2 separate regions of the Danio rerio genome follow, and region 2 is linked to region 1. A link is a contact called in public Hi-C data. All regions are on one chromosome and are shown on one strand. The core of a region is the stretch at or near the end of the contact, and the rest is flanking DNA. Distances in the headings are between cores, read along the strand shown. Region 1 overlaps LOC137490576 (a long non-coding RNA gene). Region 2 overlaps copz2 (COPI coat complex subunit zeta 2).

Evidence for each region. Hi-C and Micro-C count contacts between places; a contact is called where the count stands out from the background.
Region 2: a Hi-C map of embryo shows a contact between it and region 1, with 2.2 times the contacts expected there. The contact joins two enhancer-like sites. A contact is called at or near these places in 2 of 18 Hi-C or Micro-C datasets (both in embryo).

The regions. Positions count from the first base shown.
Region 1 is chr3:22,685,171-22,691,386 of GRCz12tu, forward strand. The region is part of intron 2 of LOC137490576 (a long non-coding RNA gene); the gene reads left to right. Among named protein-coding and RNA genes, the nearest start is that of cbx1a, 110 kb to the right of the region's middle. Within about 2 kb of position 1,466, at least 13 of the 62 cell types and tissues checked have an H3K27ac peak or open chromatin away from gene starts, as enhancers often do.
Region 2 is chr3:22,850,910-22,857,555 of GRCz12tu, forward strand. copz2 (COPI coat complex subunit zeta 2) reads left to right here. Exons shown (of 10, transcript NM_131507.2): 10 at 103-1,702. The coding sequence ends at 150. LOC110438604 (a long non-coding RNA gene) reads left to right here and starts at 5,137. Exons shown (of 7, transcript XR_012400964.1): 1 at 5,137-5,251. Within about 2 kb of position 1,997, at least 44 of the 62 cell types and tissues checked have an H3K27ac peak or open chromatin away from gene starts, as enhancers often do.

The DNA of each region.
Region 1 (6,216 bases), core at 216-2,715:
CAAACTTAGTTATAAATTCTCTATAACAATCCATTTTTTATTACAGAAAAATCTTCGGCCAGTCCAAAAAACTATTTATTTTTACACAAAACACAAAAGCACAGAGGTGAAAAGATGAACTAGACTATGGTCTGCTTTATTATATGTTGCAGAGAGCGGTTGTCTGTATACTTTCTGTAATCATCCAATTATACTGTTATAACATTTTCAAACATCATCTTTCTTGACCAAAGTGGAACAGAATCAAAGTGACCATGAAGAAGTGTACATTATATGAAGAGTGCAGTCCAAATATATGACATCACTTATTCATTTCTGGATTACTTGTATATGATTAGACATGGGGACTGTCTAAAAAAAAAATGGATACATGCGTTTAGATTGGATTCTTTAGTCTTAAAAATAGAGGTTTTAAAAAGTATAATGCCAATATCCCTATTTTTAAAATACTTTATGTACTTTTTTTTTTTTTTTTTTTTTTTAAATTTTTGGGGTTATAGCTGGTAAATGTTTGGCCACTTGTCATGTGAACACAAACACACGCAAAGAGAAAATGGGCATGATTCAAAAAGGTTAAATGGTCCTGAAACAACAGTAAAAAATGTCTGGCAAACTTAAAATACAATTATACTGAAAGCCAACGTTTTTGGTATGTCAACTTGTATTAAAAATATACAGCTCACACTGTAGCATGTTTGAAAATACTATTTTTTTCCACTTCAGCAGTAATACAGTATGTCTAGTGTTTTTCTCAAAACAGACAAAAAGGAAACCTGTTCCACAGCACTCGTTAGGAAAGGTAGTTAACATAAACATAGTTTCATACAAGTTCATAAAATGCTGAATATTAAATAAAAAGCATTTTTGAACCAATATATGTACATTGACATCAATGAACTGTGTGTACATTATGTTCTCAAAATATTCCTGTTTCAAACATTTCTTTTAAGAGAACTACTTGAACCATTGAATTAACCAATCTAAAGAATTCTTTTACACTACAAAGAACATTTTCTGCCACTGAAAGTTTCAATGGATGTTTAAGCTTCTTCAAAAAACAGTGTTGTTGTGACAAAAAAAACTTTAAAATGTCTGTTAAAGAAATTGAGAGTCATTTGTACAAGGTAAACAGTCTAATAATGAAAAATCTACCTAAAAATACCAAGAGATTGTAAAAAAAGAGCACTAATTATAACTTGGATGTGAAAGAGGAATCCCAATGAGGATATGTTTACAAGTATGTGTGTGTTGTGTGTGTGTGAGAGGCAGAAGAAAAAACATGCAAAGGGAAGGGCAAGAAAGGAAGAGGAATTTACGATCACGTATTGAAGGAGCGATGGGGGAAGGAGAGTTTGCATCTCGTTGCTGTGCTGTTGTCTTTTCCCTTCAGCCATTTTGAATGGCCTCACGAGTGGCATTTTCCCAGAGTTCAGGAGAGGTGTGTGCATGTGTGTGTGTGTGTGTGTGTGTGTAGCAGCAGCAGGGAGCCAATTAGAGGATCTGGAAAGACGTGTGACACTGTCCAGCAAAAGGAAGTACAGCTGCCTGACTTCTGACCTTCTTCTGCAACGAAAGCATTCCCTGTGGACAACGTCACCTTAGTAGCCACACGCATTCAGATACACTATTGTTCAAAACATAATGCAACAAATTTATCCTCAGAGTGCTATTTTTATTGCATTGAATGAAAACAGTAATTTAGGAGATTTCTGATGGTATTTCAATGAGCTTATGCTTTTTCTACACTGCAAGTGCTGCTGACAAGTCATGCTGTAACAGAAACTGAGGTCAAAACTGCACTTCCAAACAGTGAAATATAGTTTAATATATATTAATAACAGCAAATATGGTTTGAAAATGTTTCAATTTTACTTTGCATAAACAACGAAATATACAATGTTCAGCTTAAATAAACACACCCCATTTTGAAAATAAGTATTTGTATTCAATTCTCATTGAATATAAGTAATATTTTTGCTGAATTTGAACTAAACAGATTTATTAAACAGTTATATTCATTTGTTTGGAAATAATAAAATAAAATATAATAACAATAATAATAATAATAATAATAATAATAATAATGATAATAATAATAACAACAATAACAACAACAATAACAATAATAATAATAATAATAATAATAATAATAATAATAATAATAATAATAATACAAACTACAAAATGTCACCTAAATTTTATATACTTTTTTAAATCTTGATTTTTAAAATTTGTATCCAATATTTTTCCCCATCGTGTTAATGTGGGTGTACTAATTTTTGGACCATTATCTTAAGTTACTTTGTAAGATTAACTCCAGATTTGGCTTTGGTACTCACTAATAACTGTATATGCACAAAATAATATTATTTATAGCATCTTATAGAGAATATTAATTTAATAGATAGTCTTGTGAGGGATGTAATCATTTATGTTGAGCACTGTACACTTACACACACATTAAACATTACAATTTTTTTTTTTTGCATTAACCAATATTGATAATATAATTATCAGCCAATATTTGCTTTTTATTTGCAATTGCTTATTTCCTCTGTATATTAATTACTTTGCTAATTTTTATAATTTTTTTAAGATCAGTTGAATTTGACAGTGTTAGTACATTATTTTTACTATATTTTCTATTTGCAATTTATTTAAAATATTTGCAAACCAAAGGTTTATGAAAAACTTAAATAATAAAAAACTAAACAATTAACTGATCATTTACATTTACAAACCCACTGAAATTTAAAATGATCATCCCTATAAACCATTTTAATGTGGCAATGTCATTGGTCCATGAACAATTCCTGCTTGTTGTCAAACTATCATAACTGTGACTAAAAGGAATTCAATAATGACTTAACATTAAAACATCATAACATCATATCAATATTTGGATAGAAATAAAAAATGTAAAACAGGAAATACCATTATTATTGTTTACGTCCCTCAAAATGGTCTATAAAAAACAGAAATAAACTAACAGACAAATAACTAGCTTTGTTTTGTCATCATTTTAGTTAACATTAAACATTTGTTTTCAGCTTTTAAATTAAATATGGAATCTATATTATTCTTTTTTTATCTGTTAATAATTATTTAATTTTAAGTAACTGAAATATTTGTATAAGGGTTTTAGCTTTACATTATTAACAACCCTCATACACTGCTCACATATAAATACAGTACAACATGTCAGATGGTAACGCTACAGTAAAACAAGTAAAGGTGGAGTTAAAGAAGTGACTGTTGTGCCAGGTAAGCAATGTCTGCCGAGCAGCTGATCTGCCTCTGCTCTTTCAGCCACTATTGATGTATTTTTACAATCGTTTCGAATGAAGAGGCGCACAGACGTCTCAGAGTAATTGCTGCAATAAATAACATGCAGTAATTTGGATAGAAATGCTCCATTTCAGTCCTTATCCTCCTTTCATGCGTTCCTGATTCTTTCTTCCAACCACCACACATGGCGCAAGTGTGTGTGCGCGGCAGTGATTTAGTGTGTTTGTGTGTGCTTTTTTTAATTCCTCCTGAATAGTTGATTCAGCTGAGGCGAGCTCAGCATCAGCTGGCCACTCTGTGTGTGTGTGTGTAGGCTGATGGTGATTGTGATAGTGATTGTGTTTCTGGTTACTTGTGTGAATGGGATGACCATAAATCTGTAGGCTGAGATTTAGGGAGCTCTCGGCCCAGTGCCGAGCTTGGTCAGAGGGGAGCTTTTCTCTTTTTCTCCCTCTCTCTCTCTCTCTCACACACACACACACACACACACACACACAATCTCGCTCTCTCTACCAAGCGGCACTCAATCCACCAGGCCGTAAATTCTTTTCGGCATCTCGATCAAACGTAGCGAGCTTGGCTAAATTCCAGTTCTCTTTCTTTCACGTTTCTCCACCCAAAGTATCTTCTGTTTCGCTAAACTACACATGGGGAATTGTCTTACAATATGTTTTTGAATGCTTTCAAGCAAAGTCTATCAGCCTGTTTAAGCAAAATCCTTTGGCACTTTCAGCACAATCACACAAATGCAAATAATTGTATCAAATGTTTACATATTTATGCAGCAAAAACTGTTGTGCAAAAGCAAATGGTTAAGTGCTGAACTAAATGTGGAGGCATATACTTTTTTTAAAAGGTTAGAACAAAAAAAAACACACAATTTCACTAAAGCACAGATGTTTTATCTTCATAAGCATTCAAAAAACAAGATTTAACTAAATATTTTCTGATAACTTAATGTTTTATTATTTAATTGCGTGCACGTTTGTGTGCACAAACAAAACATTCTACTGTTACCCTTTTTTAACCCTTTTTTATTCAGTTTAAAATTTGCATTTTTCTGTATTTAAAAAAACCAACATATTGAATCTTAACATTAGCATGTTATCAAGCACTGCAAAAAATATTTAATTAATGATTATTGTGATTGCCTTTTTCCATTTATTTACACTTTCAAATTGCATCAGGAGACCATGATCTCTGAACTTTTACATTTTAAAAAGTCTATCAAAGCGACTTATAAGTTTCAAACCCATATTAGAATACATAAACAACTACTTTTTCTGTTGTTTCACAAATTTATTACTATATTCTGCATTTCTTCATCAGGCAGCAGAGTTTATATTTAATTTCAGAGATCAAAGCCCTATGATGCTATTTAAAAGTGTAAACAAACAGAGAATGAAAACACTTGTGAAAGCTTAACATTTGAAACAAAAACTAACCATAAAACTGTTAATGCCAATAGTTATATGCGAGTTCAACTGAATATTTGAAGTAATGTTATAACATTGAGTCATTTTTCTCACTACCATTTTTTTTTCTGTAAACTCGAGTCCCGCGACCATCGGGAGTGTAACCTGTATAATTATCGATCAGAGGGAAGACCAGTGACCTCTGCTTCAATCTGATTACATGGACACTTCATTTAAACTCAGAGTGTGGAATGATTTGGTTTTCTGTTTCCATTAGAACCGACTAATGTCCTTTTTTGACATCCCACAATCCCTCACTGCTGCATCCTGGGGACACCCTGTCTAATGAATTCAATTTCCCCATTAAGATCTGTTACATACAGTATGCTCATTTTCAAAGGCACCAATTCAACTCTTTGCTACATAGAAAGTATATTAATTCGATTATTTTAGACTGCAAAAAATGGGGTTTTGTACCTTTAATGCAATTACTCACTTCTGGAAATCATCCCAAAGTCATAATGGATACACTAGAGTTATGATTTATGGCAAATTATCTCATAAATGCTATACTGTATATTTATGCTTAAGACACATGATAGAAATGTGACAGGCTTGTGCATGAAATGTTCACATGTAATCCAACTTGAGTACATAAAATTAATAATTTATTAAGTACTGAAAAAATACTTGGTTATTTATCATTATAAAGATTAATCATATTTTTATAATATTAATCATTATCATTATTATGCCATTAATATGCGATAATTAACCAATAACAAACTATAATAGTAATAACTAACAGTACATTTAATGCCAGGTTCATTTTAAAACAACTGAAATTATAACAGAGATACTTATAGTAATACAAAATATATTTTTATTAAAGAATTATTATTAACATAATAAACAATATGATTAAAATGAATAATTTAATGAAAATTGTATACTGTGATAAAAAATTATATGAACTAACTGACATAACTATAATAAATAATAATACTAATATGTACTGATAATACTGATATAAATTTTTTTTTAAATCACCAATGTTATATTACAATACTCATTTAATAAACCAAAATACTACTAAAATAGTGGAAGTAGAACTATTATTATTATTATTATAGCACCATAAAGACAACTAATAAAACGACAATAACACATTAAAAATTAAGGCAAATTTGATGATTGCATTCATTGCATCATTTGTTTATAATTTTTATTAAAATAATAGGATACATTTTAATAGCATTCTCATGTCTTTTACTTTTGTAATATGGTATTAAATATTTGCAAACACATTTACATTATCACTACTTCCAGCATTGTATTAAAGGTAAAATGCTAACCGGCTTTTCTAGCATTGCAGCACTGAAAGTTTTTCTCTTTCACTCCGATTCTTTGGACTCGCTTTTATTTGTTTTACTAATCTTTCCGCCGTCTTTTCATCCACAAATCCCCCATTTCCAAAGCTCCGCCCTCTGCTCCACGGAGTCCCCGGTCTCGG
Region 2 (6,646 bases), core at 747-3,246, 170 kb after region 1:
TTAAATTGTTTTTTTTTTAAACATATATTTATTTCTCTTTGGTCTAATAAAGCTTATCAATCTTGTTTACTGAAACTCTTTTTTTTTTCTTTCGTTTTTTAGGTGTTACAGTCGGCAAAGGAGCAGATCAAGTGGTCAATTCTAAAATAAGTTTGAAACACAAACTTCCCCTGACTTGAAAGAATCTGTAAATAATTGAAAGGGATTTTCATTGTTATTTTGAATGAGATGTAATTTAATTATTGAAGTAGCACGTAAGGGGCACTTGTGTCTCAGGTTTCATATAAGATATTTATATTTTGTGTCAGAGTAAATTAGGTCATTTCTGCTTTAGGTTTTTTTTTTTTTTTATTAAATGCAAAGGTATATTCACTAACAGCTACACATATGCTTGAATTTGTCCAAAGAAGTTGCAATTTCGTTGTTTCTAAACATTTGCAAATATTGATAGGCCTACAGCTGTGGTGTTTGGAGGTTATAAGTTTATTAAGCATTGGGTTGTGATTTTTTTTATGATCACAAATATGATTGTATAAACCTCTTGTTTAATCCTTTGTCATTTTGTTATAAGTCAACATTGCTTTTACCTTTTGTCAAAAATGTTATACACAAATCAGAGTTCTGCCTACAACCTTAATATTAGCAATTTTTCTTAAAATGAGAAACAGGCAATATTAAAAATTTACTAGAAGCATTATTATTATTATTATTATTATTATTATTATTATTATTATTATTATTATTATTATTATTATCATCATCATCATCATCATCATCATGGCGATGCAGTGGCCCAGTAGGTAGTGCTGTCGTCTCACAGTAAGAAGGTCGCTGGGTCGAACCTCGTCTCAGTTGGCGTTTCTGTGTGGAGTTTGCATGTTCTCCCTGCGTTCGCCTGGGTTTCCTTCGGGTGCTCCAGGTTCCCCACAGTCCAAAGACATGCGGTACAGGTGAATTGGGTAGGCTAAATTGCGTGCGTGTGTGTGTGTGTGTGTGTGTGTGTGTGTGTGTGTGTGTGTGTGTGTGTGTGTGTGTGTGTGTGTGGGTGTGTGTGTGTGTGTGTGGGGGTTTGTGTGTGGATGTTTCCCAGAGATGGGTTGCGACTGGAAGGGCATCCGCTGCGTAAAAACGTGCTGGATAAGTTGGCGGTTCATTCCGCTGTCGCGACCCCGGATTATTAAAGGGACTTAAGACAAGAAAATGAATGAATTATTATTAGCTATATACTCCATTGTAATATTTAAGGCAACACTGTAAAAAATATATGATCAATTAGTCCTGACAGCAAATGTTTTTAGTTTGTTCTAACTTATTAAACTAAGTTAATCATGTTCTAACTAAATTTTATACGTTACGCAAGCTGTTTAGGTCAGTTTAACATAATACAAGTTCAAACTCACACGGTTAATTTGATTCAACTTAAAAATTAAGGCAACTAGGGCGTTTTTCAGTGAAAACACTAGCCTACGTGTAATACAGTTATGAAAAAATTAAAGTATATGGCATTTTAAGTAAAATAAAAGTCTTTGGCGATACAAACTGACAAAACATTTGCATAAAAACAAGAATATTTGCTAGAATTTTCTCTAGTGAAATAAACTATTTATATGCCCTGGATTTGTTTATTTTCTTTAAACCATGGTTTCTGGAAACTTATTGTGAACGAAAGTGTTATTACAAACTAATAAATGTGTTTTATAGCATTTGTTTGGTCCTTTGTGTCTATTTGAGTTTGTACTACAAGCCCGACAGCTTTGCTGCTTGTTTTAGAATTAAAGGGGCCGACGTGTTGACCTTCGGCCGACGTCGGCCCAACGTATGTGTGCTGTCTGGGTATTGGTGAGAGAATAGTTACTGTGAACCAATCATATTGTTCCCTCATTAATATTCTGCATAGATTTTCATATATTTAGTGTTAATCTCGAGAGGGTGTGGCTAGGTCTGTCATTGGTCACTGAGGGCCAATGACATTTTCAAAGCCGAGTCTCCACCTCCATGACCAAATGAATGGGCGTCTACTGTTGAGTCTTCAAAAAGTGATTGGTCACAATCCATAAAGGTGGGTGGAGACTTATAAAATATGGTTTTAAACAGGAGCGTTCAGTAGCCAATCATATTTAACTCTTTCTGTTCGGAATTCATCAATACAGACAGTCGGTGCCTGTCGAAGCAGATCTGCACTGATTATTTATCCAGATCAAGTAGAACTAGTTGTATTTATTTAAAGTCTTGTAATAGATATATGGGTTATTTTCTGTTTAAAACAAGCTACAGACAAGGTTAATAGTTATTATAGTTTTAATAGCAACCGACTAACATTAATCAAATAGTCGTTTTAATTGGGCTACATTTTGTACATTTAAATTTTCAAAGAGGGCATTTCATTTTTTTCTTTTTTGAAATTTTAGAATATACAAGAGCGACACTGTAACAAATAAATTACAATTATTTAGTCAAGAGCGACACTTTAACAAATATCTGACAAATTATTAAGTCAAGTAGAGCGACACTGTAACAAATATCTGTCAACGAACAGTTTTAGAGTCAACAAGAGCTACACTGTTACAACAAAGTAACACTTTTCTTAAAAGTTACATTTTCGAACTTTTCAATGTTAAAAGTTGCTGAAAGAAAGCTAAAGCTCACATAATGCAATTCAAAAGCATAAATAAATGGAGAAAAACAGGAATCTTAAAATACGCAAAACTGCTAATTTAAGAATATTTTAAAGTGTAGGCTTTACGATTAAAATAATAACGAATAATGATTTAGCCGATACATTAGGCTATACTGATTACAAGTTTGATACCGTTAACAATTTACAAAATCAGTATTTTTAACATCATTGTTTATATAGTAGTTAACCACCTATTCTGTAATATGTGGCAATACGTGGTGTAATGATAAAGGTGATGAATAGGCCTATAGCTTAATAATAGCCTAGCTGATAATTAGTAAAGGGAAAATAATTTCCAAATTAAAGAAAAAAATAAAATGAATTAAAGTTGGTTGTGTTGAAAAAAAATTGTTGGAGCATATAGCATTGAATTATTTGAGGTGAAATCGCTGGGGAAGCAGTAGATTCCTGCTTGTTTATATAATAATTTCATTATTTAAAAAATGGGTAAAGTGCATGCGGTGTTAGAAAAAAACCAAAACAAATATGCAAAAAAAATTGTGGCATGGTAATCATCTGTTTATAAGCATAATGCTTTAAACGGAGGAAATTAAATTAATCATAATAAGCCTATTTCCAATCGCATATATATATATATATATATATATATATATATATATATATATATATATATATATATATATATATATATATATATATATATATATAAAGACAATAAAGATACTAAATTATGTTAGACTATTATCTCAGAAATATCTTCATAGGCAGATCTATGTTTCTATAGGCTATGAGTTTGAAGCTTCCACATAGTGGATGTCATGACCGTTTTATTTTTATAACGTCGTTTTATTTTTGTATTTATTTCGGCTACAAACAATTGTGAAACATGCTAACAGAGATAGCAGTACTGGATAGAGGGATGTGTCGTGAACAGATGTGTAGGTTGATAAGCTCTGGTGCTGACTGGTTACATTCTTACAGCCTTTTCATATCTGTGTTTGTTCTCTTGCCGTTAGCTTTTTCCCTTTCATCTCCCACTTCTTGTGTTTAGTTTATGCATATAAGCTACCTGACCCATAGCCTATCGATGTGCCTTCACCATTCTACTTACTTCTTTATATACAAAAGCAACAGTATATATATATATATATATATATATATATATATATATATATATATATATATATATATATATATATATATATATATATATATATATATATATATATATATATATATATAATAAAAAAATGAAATTACATTCTTATGTAAAACCCATAGCTTTCTAACAGTCAGCTCTAATTATAAAAACACTGATATTATTAACACTAAGTTTGTTCATTTCAACTGTTAGATGATTAAATTAAACTGCAGTTAGGTTAATATTGATTATAATACATTTTATGACAAAAATATAACTGTTAAAGTTAGTTAATTTTGGCTAGTTTTACCATTTATTCAAACTTACGTTGTAAATATTATCAAAAAACAGTATTTTATTTTGTCTTTATGTATTTATGTAAATGTACTCTATGTTTTTATAATTATTTTATAATATAATTTTGCCTATTATATTTTATATAATATTTTATTAGGCTACTTTAATTCATTTTAATGAGTTTGTTTCCGTAATATTGTGTTCATTTAGCTTCATAAAATGCTTATTTATAAAATGTTATTTATTTTAAATAAATGTATTAATTCAGTTATTAATTATTTAATTTTATTATCTCCTTTATGGTATTAATCTGAAATAAACTTTAAAAACTGGTATAGTGCAAAAAAGAAGAGCTAATTAAAACATCTATTGCCTTTATTTTCTTAAATATGTAGTTCAGTGGCAATGAGAGAAAATGCACGAATTAGCTGATGTGAAAAGTTGGACTTCCACTGTATGTGACCAATGACCGCCTCCACAAGGACCTTAAATATCTTAAATATATCGTTCATTCCAAAAAAATAATGACTAATGCAGGATTGGGATGTGTCTGTCGCACTAATAGCTCCATCTAGTGGACAAACGGAAATCTACATATCCTCTTGAAAAATACAATTTGCTGACTACATAAGGGAGACACCTATGGGCAAATTAAATTGATCTTAAAATGAGACCAGATAATATGTTCTTTTTTAATCAAAGGTGACTTGTCTAGGTTTACATGTAAAATAAATAAATAAATAAATAAATAAATAAATAATCTTGCACAGAGAGACTAGTTACTTCAGCTCATAGCCAGGACGATGAGAAACCAAGCCATCCTCCTAAACATGGATGTGTCTTGATCACTCGCAGAATTCCATCATTTGTAGCCTCATATGTTTCCTGTGCGTGATTATACAGAGAGGTCAAACTGCGAGCGCGGGACACACGTGTCGTAGCATCTTCTCATCCCCAGGAAGTGTGTTTTTTAGAGAGTAGCGGGTGTTAATAGATTTCAGACCGTTCGCAGCTGCTCGCAAAAAGCGCTTCAAAGTGCTCAATTGCCTGATGAAAGAGCGTCACGTCATCTGTCACGGGTCTCTTCGTGGGACAGAGACACGCGACGTCGCCAAAATCAGCCCTCCGCGAGGTCATGATGACTGCACGCACACTTCCTCAAAGACTTCACCATGGTAAAATTTCAACACATATTTCTGATTTTTACCATGCGACTGTTTTGCCAACAGTATTTACGCGTTAAATGATAAATGACATGACAGGTTTGGGTTAAACTGAATTCAAAAGACACCTTTTAATTCAACTGTTTGGATTTGTCCATGTTTGGCCAAATGTTGTTGGGTTACAACAACCCAACATTTTTAAGCAAGTATTCTGAAGCTCCATATTGATTGACAAAAAAGTAGAACTAGGCATTACACAGCTTTCAATCAAGTCATCTGCACACTGTGAGGAAAGTGGGTGTAAAGAGTAGTTTCAAAGGTTTATATAGGATCCATATTGGTACCTTAAAGGTGCATATAAGGTACTGAAAGTAAAGATGTTAGTAAAAGGTATAAAAGTATAACTTTTAAAAAGCTGGATAGATTTGTAGTTGTTTTTTTTTCATTGAAGGCATTTCTTTTTCGCCAAAAGCTGCAGTGATTAAAGGCAAATACTGGCCATGTCATGTCTAGATTGATATCCTAATTAAGTAATCCCAACTTTATAACCTGTAATTTACCTGAACTATATACTAGTCAACATTTGAAGTGGATCATTCATCAGACTTGTCCTAAAACTACTGAACATTTGTTCAATTCATTTTGGTTTATTTCTGTAGCGCTTTTACAATGTAGATTGTGTCAAAGCAGCTTAACATAGAAGTTCTATTAAATTGAAACTGTCAATCCAGTTTTCAGAGTTACAGTTTAGTTCAGTTCAGTTCAGTTCAGTGTGGTTTAATTTTCACTGCTGAAAGTCCAAACACTGAAGAGCAAATTCATTAATGCGCAGCTCCACAAGTCCCAAACCAAGCAAGTCAGTGGCGAGGAAAAAAACTTCACCTATTGATTAAAGTGAAGCTTGATAAACTTATTGCTCTGGCATATAATATCTTTTATCAATATAATTCTGTCAACTCGCCTAACATTTTTTTCCTAACTCATATTTACACTTTAGCACTTGTTAATTAAAAAAAAATAATAATTCATAGAGAGGGGCGATGCAGTGGGTAGCATGTTCGCCTTACAGCAAAAAGGTCACTGGATCGAGCCTCAGCTGGGTCATTTAACAGTTCTGTGTGGAGTTTGCATGTTCTTCCCGTGTTCGTGTGGATTTCCTCCGGGTGCTCCGGTTTCCCCCACAAGTCCAAAGACATGTGGTACAGGTGAATAAAGTATGCTAAAATTGACCATAGTGTATGAGTGTGTGTGTAAATGAGTGTGTATGTTTCCCCGTGATGGGTTGCAGCTGGAAGGACTTCCGCTGTGTAAAAAATCATCTGCTGTATAAGTTGGCAGTGAATAATATATATTAAATATACTTAAAACTATAGGCTAACGAATAAAAGACATACACACACTGTTTTG